Regions from separate parts of the Mus musculus genome. Here region 2 is linked to region 1. Evidence: chromatin contacts called from public Hi-C data. All regions are on one chromosome and are shown on one strand. The core of a region is the stretch at or near the end of the contact, and the rest is flanking DNA. Distances in the headings are between cores, read along the strand shown.

Region 1 (5,244 bases), core at 1,143-3,642:
GAACACAAATATCCTCTTCAATGGAACTTAATGGAGTCCTCTAATGACACTGAGATGAGGGGATATTTTGCGATGGATGCCTGTCGTGTAATATGCAGAGTGTAGGTGAAGATGTTAGTGTTGATGATAATAATAATAATAATATGTTAATAATAATTAATAATCCTGGTTTATACACTTAAGAAACTGGCACTGTAGTGGGGAAATAGATATTACTGTGATTGTTACATATGAATGAGAAATTGTAGAAAAGAAGGCATATATAATCCCAAAAAGGCTTCCTGGAAGAAATATGGTTTGGAGTTTAGCGGATAAGTATGAGTTAGGTAAGCAATGTGGAGGGAGAGAAGACTAGTAAGACTTGGGAACGAGCATCTCCTGCCCAGAGGTGAGTGTGAGGAAAGGCTGAGATGAGAACTGGGAAGGGGTGGGTACATGCACAGTCAGAGCAGACTAGTACCACCAAAGGGGAAAGTATGACTGACTCTTACTCTTAGGGGCTCCCTGAGCTTCTTCTACCATACTGAAAAAGGCAGATCATAGTTGGTCACCAACAAGAATGCTCAGAAGAATTTCAGTGAGGATATAATGGTCAAACATGGGTTATAAAGTTGATACTATTTCATTCATTTGGGGCATGACTCAAAGAGGCCTAGAATGCAGGAAGGAATCTCATTTTCTTTCATATGTGAAATCTAGATTTAAATATGTATACATATGCATACATATATGTGACATTGAAGCATAAGTGGGTATATTTGGAGGTAGAAAGGGAACCAGTAACAGAGGGCAGGACAGATAGTAGAGGGTAGTCAGGGGGTACAAATATGAGCAAGACACAATGATATATATGTTTGAAAATGTCCAAAAACCCCACAAAATAGTAAGATAAGAAACTAATTTTTTTTAATTGCAAGGGTATATATACATAGTCTAGATTTCTCTAGAATAATAGTGTTGGAATCCTTGTTCAGGTCTTGCTTAGGCAGCCATATTGTTGAGTTGTCACAGGAAAAACTTGCCGGTCATGTCTAGGAGACACTCTCCCACAGCAGATTTCCTGGTTCTCTAGCTCTTACAATCATTATGCCACTTCTGCCATGCTGTCCCCTGAGCCTTAGATGCATGAGCTGTGTTGTAGATGTGCCAGTTGGGGCTAGGCAACACGCGGTCAGTTCTTCTCTGCATCTTGGTCAGGTATGGTTTCTGTCATTCTCCCCATCTACTGGAAAGAGAAGTTTCTTGGATGAGGAATGAAGACTACTCTTTTAAGGCCCTGAGTATAAGCCCTTAGAATTCAGTTAAGGATGTTGCTGCTTTAGTAAAGTGGCAGTGGTATGTTCTCCTCTAAGATCCATGACTTCACGAGTCGTGGGTAGCTGGCAGGTCTCCAGAACTAGGCATGGTCTCCCTCATGTTGAGCTGGCCTTAAGTCCAATTAGAGAGCTGTTGGTTACTGCCAAGCTATAAGTGCCACTATTGCATCTTACCATGCTGGTCATTGTTGTAGTTCATGGACATCAGAGCTGGGTAAGGCTATGAACTGCTTCCCTCCTATGGAAGCTTCCATAGAACCTTCTGGTACTATAAAAGCTAATCCTCAGGAAAAAGGCTTCCTGGTCAGATCCACCTTGTAGCCTCGGAGTCCTGTGTCCTATCTACTTTGACTTTTTTTTCTGGCTTTGCTGCCGTTATGTTTTCTATCTAAAAGCAAGAATGAAAAACATGCAGCTTGCATTTAGTTTGTGCATTTGCTTTGTGTATTATGTTAGTCTCTTCAAGCTGATATATGTGATGGAGCTGAAAACATCACCTCTACTACCTCTCACTGCTCCAGGCACCGGAATGTACTGCGAGTTTATTCCCATGAAGCCACTACTAGAATATGTAGTGTTTCTCAAAGAATCCTGAACTACAGCTCCTTTAAATTTCCCAAAGAACAAGTAGTGTTTAGATCAGCTTTGATGTTTGGATACTTTCTACTTCTTAACTAAGATGGGAAAATACAGTTAGATGTTAATAAAATAAGTACCAACTGTCTAGGTAAACAAAAATGCAATGTCACACAAATACACAGAGAACATGTGAGATAAAAACAAACAAACGTAATGACAGAAATTAGCTTGATGCCACAGCCCCATGCTTTGTTATGAAGCTTCAGTAATTTATGGCACAAGCCTCATAGTAGATTTTGGATTAGAAAAAACAAACTTGCAGTTCATTATATTATACTGTAATGTAGGGCTTAATAAGAGCCTGATAAATCTTCAGTATTGCATTACAGTATGTTAATGATTATCATCATAGCTTTCCCAACATGGGCACTGCAGTGTCATCACAGATTATAATTTAAGGGAAACATTAGCAATTCAGAGCCCATATACTACAGTTAATAAACCACTGAGTAGAAATCAGCTTTCCTGGTAATTTACCAGCTAATGGCAGTCGTTTCTATACTGTGTCACAGACTCATACGACAATAACTTTTTGTATAAATAAGATCGATGCTCATAACATTATAACTCGTTCACTGCGGCAAGTCACCCGGTACTGATGACTAATGTTTCTTCTTAATAAATTAATTTATTGCCTGACAACACACCAAAAAAAAATGTGACATTTCATATTTTTCACATCCCAGAGGTATTTAGCAAGTTTGCCAATTACAACAAAGAATCCAGATTGCACTGGTGGTAAACAAAGTGATAGAGTGTGAGTCACAATTGAGTACCCTGTGTAAGTACCACGCGATTTATGACCCGCTCAGAGCACGGTGATACTGCTGTGTCTGATCGAGTGGCTTTGCAAAATAAAGACAGATGGCCTAGCAGTAAATAATTGCTTGATTGGAAGGCAGGGCTGCAGGACTGCTCCCTGCCATCCTGCCGTCAATCCAGCCTGACTCCACCTAGGCATCAGCAACTGATCCATGTAAGCACGTGCGGCTTCAAGGTGATTGGCCAAGGAAAGAGTTCTAATTTAATAATGAATAAAGGAAAAGGGGGTTGTGAGATGGGCGAGAATACGACTGCCCTCTGGCTTTCTCTGCTCCTCCTTCTGCTGTCCTTAAGATTCAAAGCAGATGGTGAATTATAAGCCCCTAAATGACGTCTTTTTAAAAAATGGCACAGTAGAACTCATGAGGCAATTTTGGCCACTAAATCCAATTTCAAAATGCAGTCTCTCCAGTCATTTACTGTGTGGCTGGTTTATGAAGCACTTGGGAACACGGTGATGGCTATTCAGCAAAGTCTGGGTATCTGGTCTCACTAGAGTTGTTTTGGGGTGTGCAGGAAGAAAGTTATTCAAAACCTGCTCTCAACTGACAACCTCAAGGTCATTTACTTCCTCCACTACAGCCCTGGAATTCTCTCTCAAAATCTATAACAGCGAAGGGCAGGCAGATATCATGATTGAGTCACTGAAAAGGAGTAAAGAGTAGCAGTTCTCAACCTGTGGGCCTTGACCCTGTGGGAGAAAACAGAGATGTTTACATTATGATTCATAGCAGGAGCAAAATTACAGTTATGTAGTAGCAATGAAGATAATTTCATGGTTGGGGGTCAATAGAAAATGAGGAACTGGGTTAAAGGGTCCCAGCATCAGGAAGGTTGAGGCCCACTGGTAATGGGGATTAAACAATAGGGTGTGGAGGCACATTCCTGTAACCCCAGCACTAAAGACTCAGAAGTAAGAAGACCAGGAGTTGAACGAGAGCCAGCCCAGGCTACAAAGTGAGCTTGAGGCTAGCTGAGGCTACAAAAGACTCAAAGACAGGGGTGACAGAATCTAATGTTAGAATTAGACGCAGAAGACATGTCACTAGCTACATGACCTTGGACGAATCGCCTGGGCTGGCTATGCCCAAGTTTCCTTTAGAACGAAATGCAAACTAAAACCAGCTTTCCCTACACACGAGCATCTGCAATGAAAACTTCCTAAATACCGTCGTTCCTCAATCTTCAAAGTGGAGTTGTAGCTGTGCATAGGTGCACAGGCTGCAATCCCAGCACTTGGGGTGAGGAGGCAGAGGTTAAAGACAGCCTCAGCTATGTGCAGACTTCTAGGCTACAGAAGAAAACCCTGTCTCAAAACAAACCAAACCAAAAAGGCAGTAGTGATGGTGGTGGTTGTGGCTATGGCTGTGGAACGAGTAATCTTTAATGTCACCCTCCTGGCTCCATTAAGTCACCTCCTCCTTTGTGACTAATGGTTATTTTTGCAACACAACTGGCCTGGCCGGGATCCTTCTGAAATGTTTTAGCAAAGTCTACTGTCCTTCCTGCTCCTCATTTCCAGTGAGAACAAAGGTGTGCGGTACATCAGATATAACTGAAAAGCCAGACCGTCGAAGGCCACTTCTGTTTCACACTGTGATGGGAGGAGGTGTCCGGGATGGGGGTCTTCCAGCTTCCACAAAGTAAACAATGAAGAATAATCTCTGACAAAAACTGGAAACCTCACTGTGCAGTGGAGATGGCCCCACTTTGTGGCCCTGAGACCCAAGATGGCTAGGCAAGCTGATTTCACACTTTGGCCTGTCTCCTCCTGGATCTGGGGTTCTGCAGTTTGCTTGTCCTGGAACAAACCTCCGGAGTAACTAAGACAGCAAACTCCTTTACAAAGGAGGATGTAAACCATCTTTGCCCAAGCAGAGCACTAGTTGGGGTGCATGGTTAGTAGCTAGAGACAGAGTGGGCTGGAGCCTGTCAAAAAGGGAGAAGCTCGTCCTCTATGCTGCCGTTACAGCCATCTCCAGGAAACTCACAGCTAAACTCCTGGAAAAGACTGTTCCAGCTGGAGCTCTGAGAGGCCTCCCATACAACCCAGGTCATGAGAGCCCGCCCTAAGATGACAAGCTCCAGAACCATCACGGGGGGTATGGCTTGGCATCCTGTGCCTGCAAATGTTTTAGTTTGTTTGATGAAGAGGCTGGCAGTTAATAGAAACAACTGTTAAGTCATCTTAACAAGCCACAAGAAGGCCTTCCCACTGGAGACAGAGACTGACGCCTAACTAACCTCTGTGCTCAGGTCCTGACCTTGCTCCATGACAGTCACGCACATTATTTAACCTCTCGGAACTCTGGTTTCTTCCTGTACAAAACAAAGAGAATAATTGTAGCTATTTCCAAGCTGTTTGGGAAAGAATAAACCATAGTGCCCAGAGAGTGTGCAATAAGCGGTGTTAAAACAGCGCCTGGCCCTCTCAAACGCTTCATGTGCTTTTCATGAGAAGACCCAC
Region 2 (5,042 bases), core at 1,788-4,287, 270 kb before region 1:
GCTTTACTAAAAAACCCAGCTTTGTTTCAAAAAGCTTGTGAGGCCACTCTGAAAGGAGTTTTTGTTCGCCAACACTGGGGAGTTAGGGTCCTTCCCCCAGGGGGCTGAGGACCACACAGCTGGAAGAGTCATTTATCCATTCCCCATTCCCAGGTGACGGGTTACTTTCACTGACAGACTACACCTATGACTTAGACCGCCTCTGTGGAATAGGCAGGGCAGTTTTGAATATTTCCATCAATGGGCCACAACGGACTAAAGCTCAGACTTCTACAGGCAGGGACGGTGGAGGTTGATGACAGAACCCACAGTCCTGGTTAAACACATTTGCTCCGACACTCCACAGCTACTCAGCATGCCTAGGCCCAGGAGCTGCATGGCTGGGGACAGCCTTTCCACCAGCTCTCCTCTTGGCTGCGTCCATCTGCATTCCATCACAGGTCAAATACACACTTGCACAGCCATCAGAGTACCCCCGTGGCTATGGAGATCCAGAGCTATATGTGGCTGTAGGATGCAGAGCAGGGAATCACTCATACCCTCAAAGACCAGCTCCTGACCCTTAAAGCACAGCTCCCAGCTGAGCCTCTCAAATTTCTAGAAAGGGGAACCAGAAAGCAAACACCGGCAGCTTAAGCCCTTCTTTGGAGATGACTGGAGGCAGATCAGCACCATTGAGCTATAGGTTTGTTTGTTTGCTTGCTTGCTTGTTTTTTTTTTTTTTAAAGGAAAGGAAATTCACAAATAAGGCTGAAAATAGTTGAGGCATATGCAGTTTGTCCAACAGGCTCCACCAAAATACTACATAGCTTTGCCATGCTAAGAGAAAATGGCCTCATTTGCAGGGAAATGTCTCCTCTTCTTGGGTAACCTCATAGAACCATGCATCCAACCTAATTTAACAAGGCAAAACCCAAATCACCCTGACTCCCAGGTAATGTGAAAGTTACCGAATCGTTTCGAGATAGACTTTTATTCATTTAGATGGAGAACAGGGATTGAATACCTTATTGGCACACCTCACAAAACCATGAGAGAGAGAGGGAGAGAGAGAGAGAGAGAGAGAGAGAGAGAGGGAGAGAGAGAGAAAAAAAGAGAGGGAGAGAGAGAGAGAGGGAGAGAGAGAGAGGCAGAGACAGAGGCAGAGACAGAGACAGACAGAGAGACAGAAAGGGAACATGTGTAATATGTGTTAGGAAAGATACCTTACTTGCAAAGGTATTCATTCAAACGGAGAGAATTCAGCTATTTTTTTTCCTTCTTGCCAATAGTCAGAAATGTAACAGCCATCGCAGAAGAAAATCTACATTAGCAGCCCTGCAAAGTCAGGCCAAAGTACAATTACTTCACTTGCATCTCAAGTTGGGACTTGGGCTGGTCTTGGAAGTTCCTTGTGTGAATTGACACAGATTTCCCGGGTTTACCACAGCATATTGACTCTGAGGGGCTGGGGAGAACCTGGGGCTTTTACACTCTGGCCACACCCCCCACCCCGGGGTCAGTGCTGGAGGAAGGGCAATGCTGGGAAAGTTGCTACAGGAAAGTCTGAAATCCCAGGCTGAGTGGCCTGGGGTTGGCAGAATCTAGCAAGATTCGGGGTGACTTTGGGGACAGACCAGGTGGTTGCCACCGTCTCCATGGCATAGCCTGCAGCCTGCAATCTGTCTCTAATTTAGAGAAGGAAAGCAAATTCACAACTCCTGCTGAGCTCAATAAGCCGGGCTTCAGCAGGCGGCCTTTGCACCTGGAGCTGCGGCCATGATACTGCCTGCAGGTCCCAGGCAACTTTGTGAAGGTCCTTATGTGCAAGGCCAATGTCCCTTTTCAAGTCAACTATCCACTATTTTCTTTTTCAGTACCTTTCTATCTCCCATAAAACTTGTCTTTCCTTTTTGCCTTCCTTTAGACAAGTGGTTGGCTCTCAACTTGTGAGTCGTGACCCCTTTGTGGGGGTCAAATGATCCTTTCACAAGGGTCATCTAAGACCATCAGAAATATTAGATATTTGTATTATCATTTATAACAGTAGCAACATTACAGTCATGAAGTAGCAATGAAAATAATTTTATGGCAGCGGGTCACCACAACGCGAGGAACTGTATTAAACAGTTGTAGCATTCGGAAGGTTGAGAATCACTGTGATTCTCAGATTGTAAATGATATCCTCCAATTCTCTGAGGGCTGTGTTAAAATACAGGTAGGTTGAGTAGGTCTCACATAGCAGACTAAGACTCTGTATTTCTTCTAAGCCCACGAGCTCATGCTGAACCTTCTAGTTCCTCAGTAGGCTCTAGGTACTCAGGTATTAAGTAATTTGAGGCCTCTTTAGGCTACCTGCAAATTCCACCTTTTATCCCTTTGTTACCCTAGGCTAGAGGATCTGAGCCCATGAGAAATGAGCTACCATGACAAGTGTGTGGGGTTTGCATAACTACCACCTCTAGTAATGACAGGCAAAAATGTTCAAGACCCCTGGTCTGGAGTGACACCACAGGGCACTGGTTCAGGGTCTTGGAGATGAGATTTGAGCATTAGGCTGGTTCTGACCATTGGCTTGGTATAGACTCCTTTACCTGTTAGATGCTCAATCCCTAAGGTGAATTTGTGGTTTGTTTGCAATTTACATACCCTATTGCCTTTAAAATGTGAATTTAAGTAGTGAGACTGGTTCTGGACAGGGGCACTGACCAGTAAAGCCAAATATAGAATTTTTTCTCTCTGTTTTTAGTCATATTTTCGTTATAAAGAGCATGGAGGAGAACTGCCCCTTTTCCAGTTTCTTTCTGATATAGCCAGCTAAACTAGTCCTCTAGGTCTCAGCAGTCCCATTGTATCAGGACAGATTCTCAACTGCTCTTTTATTTTATCTGAAATGTGTCAGCCAAAATCAAAATAATTTAATGCTAAGAATCAACCAGAAGATGATTCATCAATAAATCATAGATAGTTCTTTGATGAGTCATCTTCTCAGGCATCCATCCATCATCCTGTCTCTCACCAATTCCTGTCTGTTCCAACTTTTCGCTCACTCTCAGATTCCCTCTCCCTCCCTCCCTTCCATGGTAACCAAATAGCCCAGCCTTAGTGACCCTGCACAGCATTATTAATGCTAGCAGTTATTAGCAACCCATTTTGGACCAGCCCTTCTGCTAAGTTCTTTATACATTAGCTTTTTAACACTCAGTGTGACGCCACACAGTAGGTACTGCTAACCTTGTAATATAGATGGTACATTTAAGGTCCATGGGGGAAATGCCCTACCTAACTCTCCATGAGCATCAAGTAACCATGGTCATGGAGCTGAGCTCAGAGCCCTGGGCTGAAGCTTACCATTTGGTATAACCCCTTTCCATCTTTCTATTTGTACACCTGTCCATGAAGCCATTGGTCTGCCTCGGCTTATTCTCAACAAGAATAAAAAGGTGAAACTACTTAGGAAATACATTTTTAAAAGGTATTTCCTCTCTGGCTGGAGAGATGACTGAGAGGTTAAGAGAACTCACTGACTGCTCTTCCAGAAGGCCCGAGTTTAATTCTCATGGTGGTTCACAACCATCTGTAATGGGATCCGATGCCCTCTTCTGGTGTGTCTGAAGACAGTGACAGTATATTCATATACATTAAATAAATAAACAAATCTTTTTTAAAAATGTATTATACATATTAGAGCTACAGTTCCCTTCCCCACTGAGATATGATAAGGTAATCAGTCTCCTACTGTAGGTGTGTAAATCCTGCATAGCTATCCTTAGGTAAGCTCTCTGCTAAAACTCTTGCAAAATATCTTGCAGGGCTGGGAGAGATGGATCAGTAGGTTAAGCGATTACTGTGGAAGCACCAGGACATGTCCAGAACCCACATAAAAGCTGGGTCTAGAAGTGCGTTGGAATATGAAGACAAGCACGTCCTTGTTCTACCAGAAACAGCAAGCTTTGGGTTCAGTAAGAGACCTTGTCTCCAAAAAATAAAATAAAATAAAATAAAATAAAATAAAATAAAATAAGCCAGCTATAGAGTAATATACATAAAAGCCATCCTCTGGCCTTGACATGAGTATGCAGAGACAAGCACCTCTTCACACTCATACACACACATGTACATGAACACACACGTACACAAACAAACAAACAATAAATAATCTATCCTGCGAATATTGGCTTGGATATCTTCATAGCTCACTTTTCCTCACATGATGCTTCAGTGGAGAACCCCTCTTTAATTTACCCCCAGTAACAGAGACGTATACCCAAGTATGAGAAAATGGTATCAAGGCTCAGTGGTTAAGAGCACTGGCTGCTCTTCCAGAGGTCCTGAGTTCAATTCCCAGCAACCACATGGTGGCTCACAACCATCTGTAATGGGATCTGATGCCCTCTTCTGGTGTGTCTGAAGATAGCTACAAGTGTACTCATATACATTAAATAAATAAATCTTTTTTAAAACCTGTAAGAGAAGATGGCTTTATTCTGCATATCCCTGCTGAAAGTATTAAACCCCTGCATTACTGATTCTTTTACAATAAGGATGTGGGCAGATAACCCAGAACCTATCAGCAGACGACACTTCCTCAATTTTAAATTGGAAAAGACCTGGGCTTTTTGAAATCCCAATAGGATAAAAAGTGATAGGGGCTATATCTGTTTTCTAGAAGCAAGTGTGGTCCAGGTTTAGCAGCAAGACTCCTGGACTGGTACTGTCCCGGCTAGGGCTTTTGTCAATTTAACACAAATTAAGTCATCTGGGAAAAGCAATTCAACTGAGAAAAATGCCTCTGTAAGATTAGCCAGTCAATAGGTCTGCCAGGCATTTTATTGATTAATGATATAAGTGGAGGGAGGGTCTAGATTTCTACAAGTGGTGCTAACCCTGAGCAGGTGGTCCTGGGGTCGTGTAAGAAAGCAGGCTGAGCAAGCCCTGAGGAGCAAGCCAGTGAGCAGCACTCCTCCATGGCATCTGCTTCAGTTCCTGCCTCCAGCTTCCTGACTTGAGCTCCTTACTTTCCTCAGTAAGAGAGTGTTATCTTGAGAGTTGTAAGCTCAGGT

Evidence for each region. A called contact is a pair of places that touch in the nucleus more often than the background predicts.
Region 2: a contact with region 1 is called in a Hi-C map of pancreatic cancer cells, with 4 times the contacts expected there. The contact joins two enhancer-like sites. A contact is called at or near these places in 7 of 39 promoter capture datasets (the 3T3-L1 cell line, 3T3-L1-derived adipocytes, cranial neural crest and 3 more), 1 of 15 datasets of contacts at CTCF or cohesin (pro-B cells), 9 of 484 Hi-C or Micro-C datasets (the AML12 cell line, Sertoli cells, brown adipocytes and 6 more) and 1 of 9 other capture datasets (embryonic stem cells).

Annotation. Positions count from the first base shown.
Region 1 is chr2:125,206,644-125,211,887 of GRCm38.p6, forward strand. The region is part of intron 20 of Slc12a1 (solute carrier family 12, member 1); the gene reads left to right. Gm14002 (a long non-coding RNA gene) reads right to left here. Exons shown (of 4, transcript XR_866695.2): 3 at 5,022-5,096; 4 at 1-3,468. Among named protein-coding and RNA genes, the nearest start is that of Gm46760, 7.8 kb to the left of the region's middle. Within about 2 kb of position 2,393, at least 22 of the 459 cell types and tissues checked have an H3K27ac peak or open chromatin away from gene starts, as enhancers often do. A contact at or near this core is called in pancreatic cancer cells, where this site is marked.
Region 2 is chr2:124,931,119-124,936,160 of GRCm38.p6, forward strand. No RefSeq gene overlaps it. Among named protein-coding and RNA genes, the nearest start is that of Slc24a5, 130 kb to the right of the region's middle. Within about 2 kb of position 3,038, at least 5 of the 459 cell types and tissues checked have an H3K27ac peak or open chromatin away from gene starts, as enhancers often do. A contact at or near this core is called in pancreatic cancer cells, where this site is marked.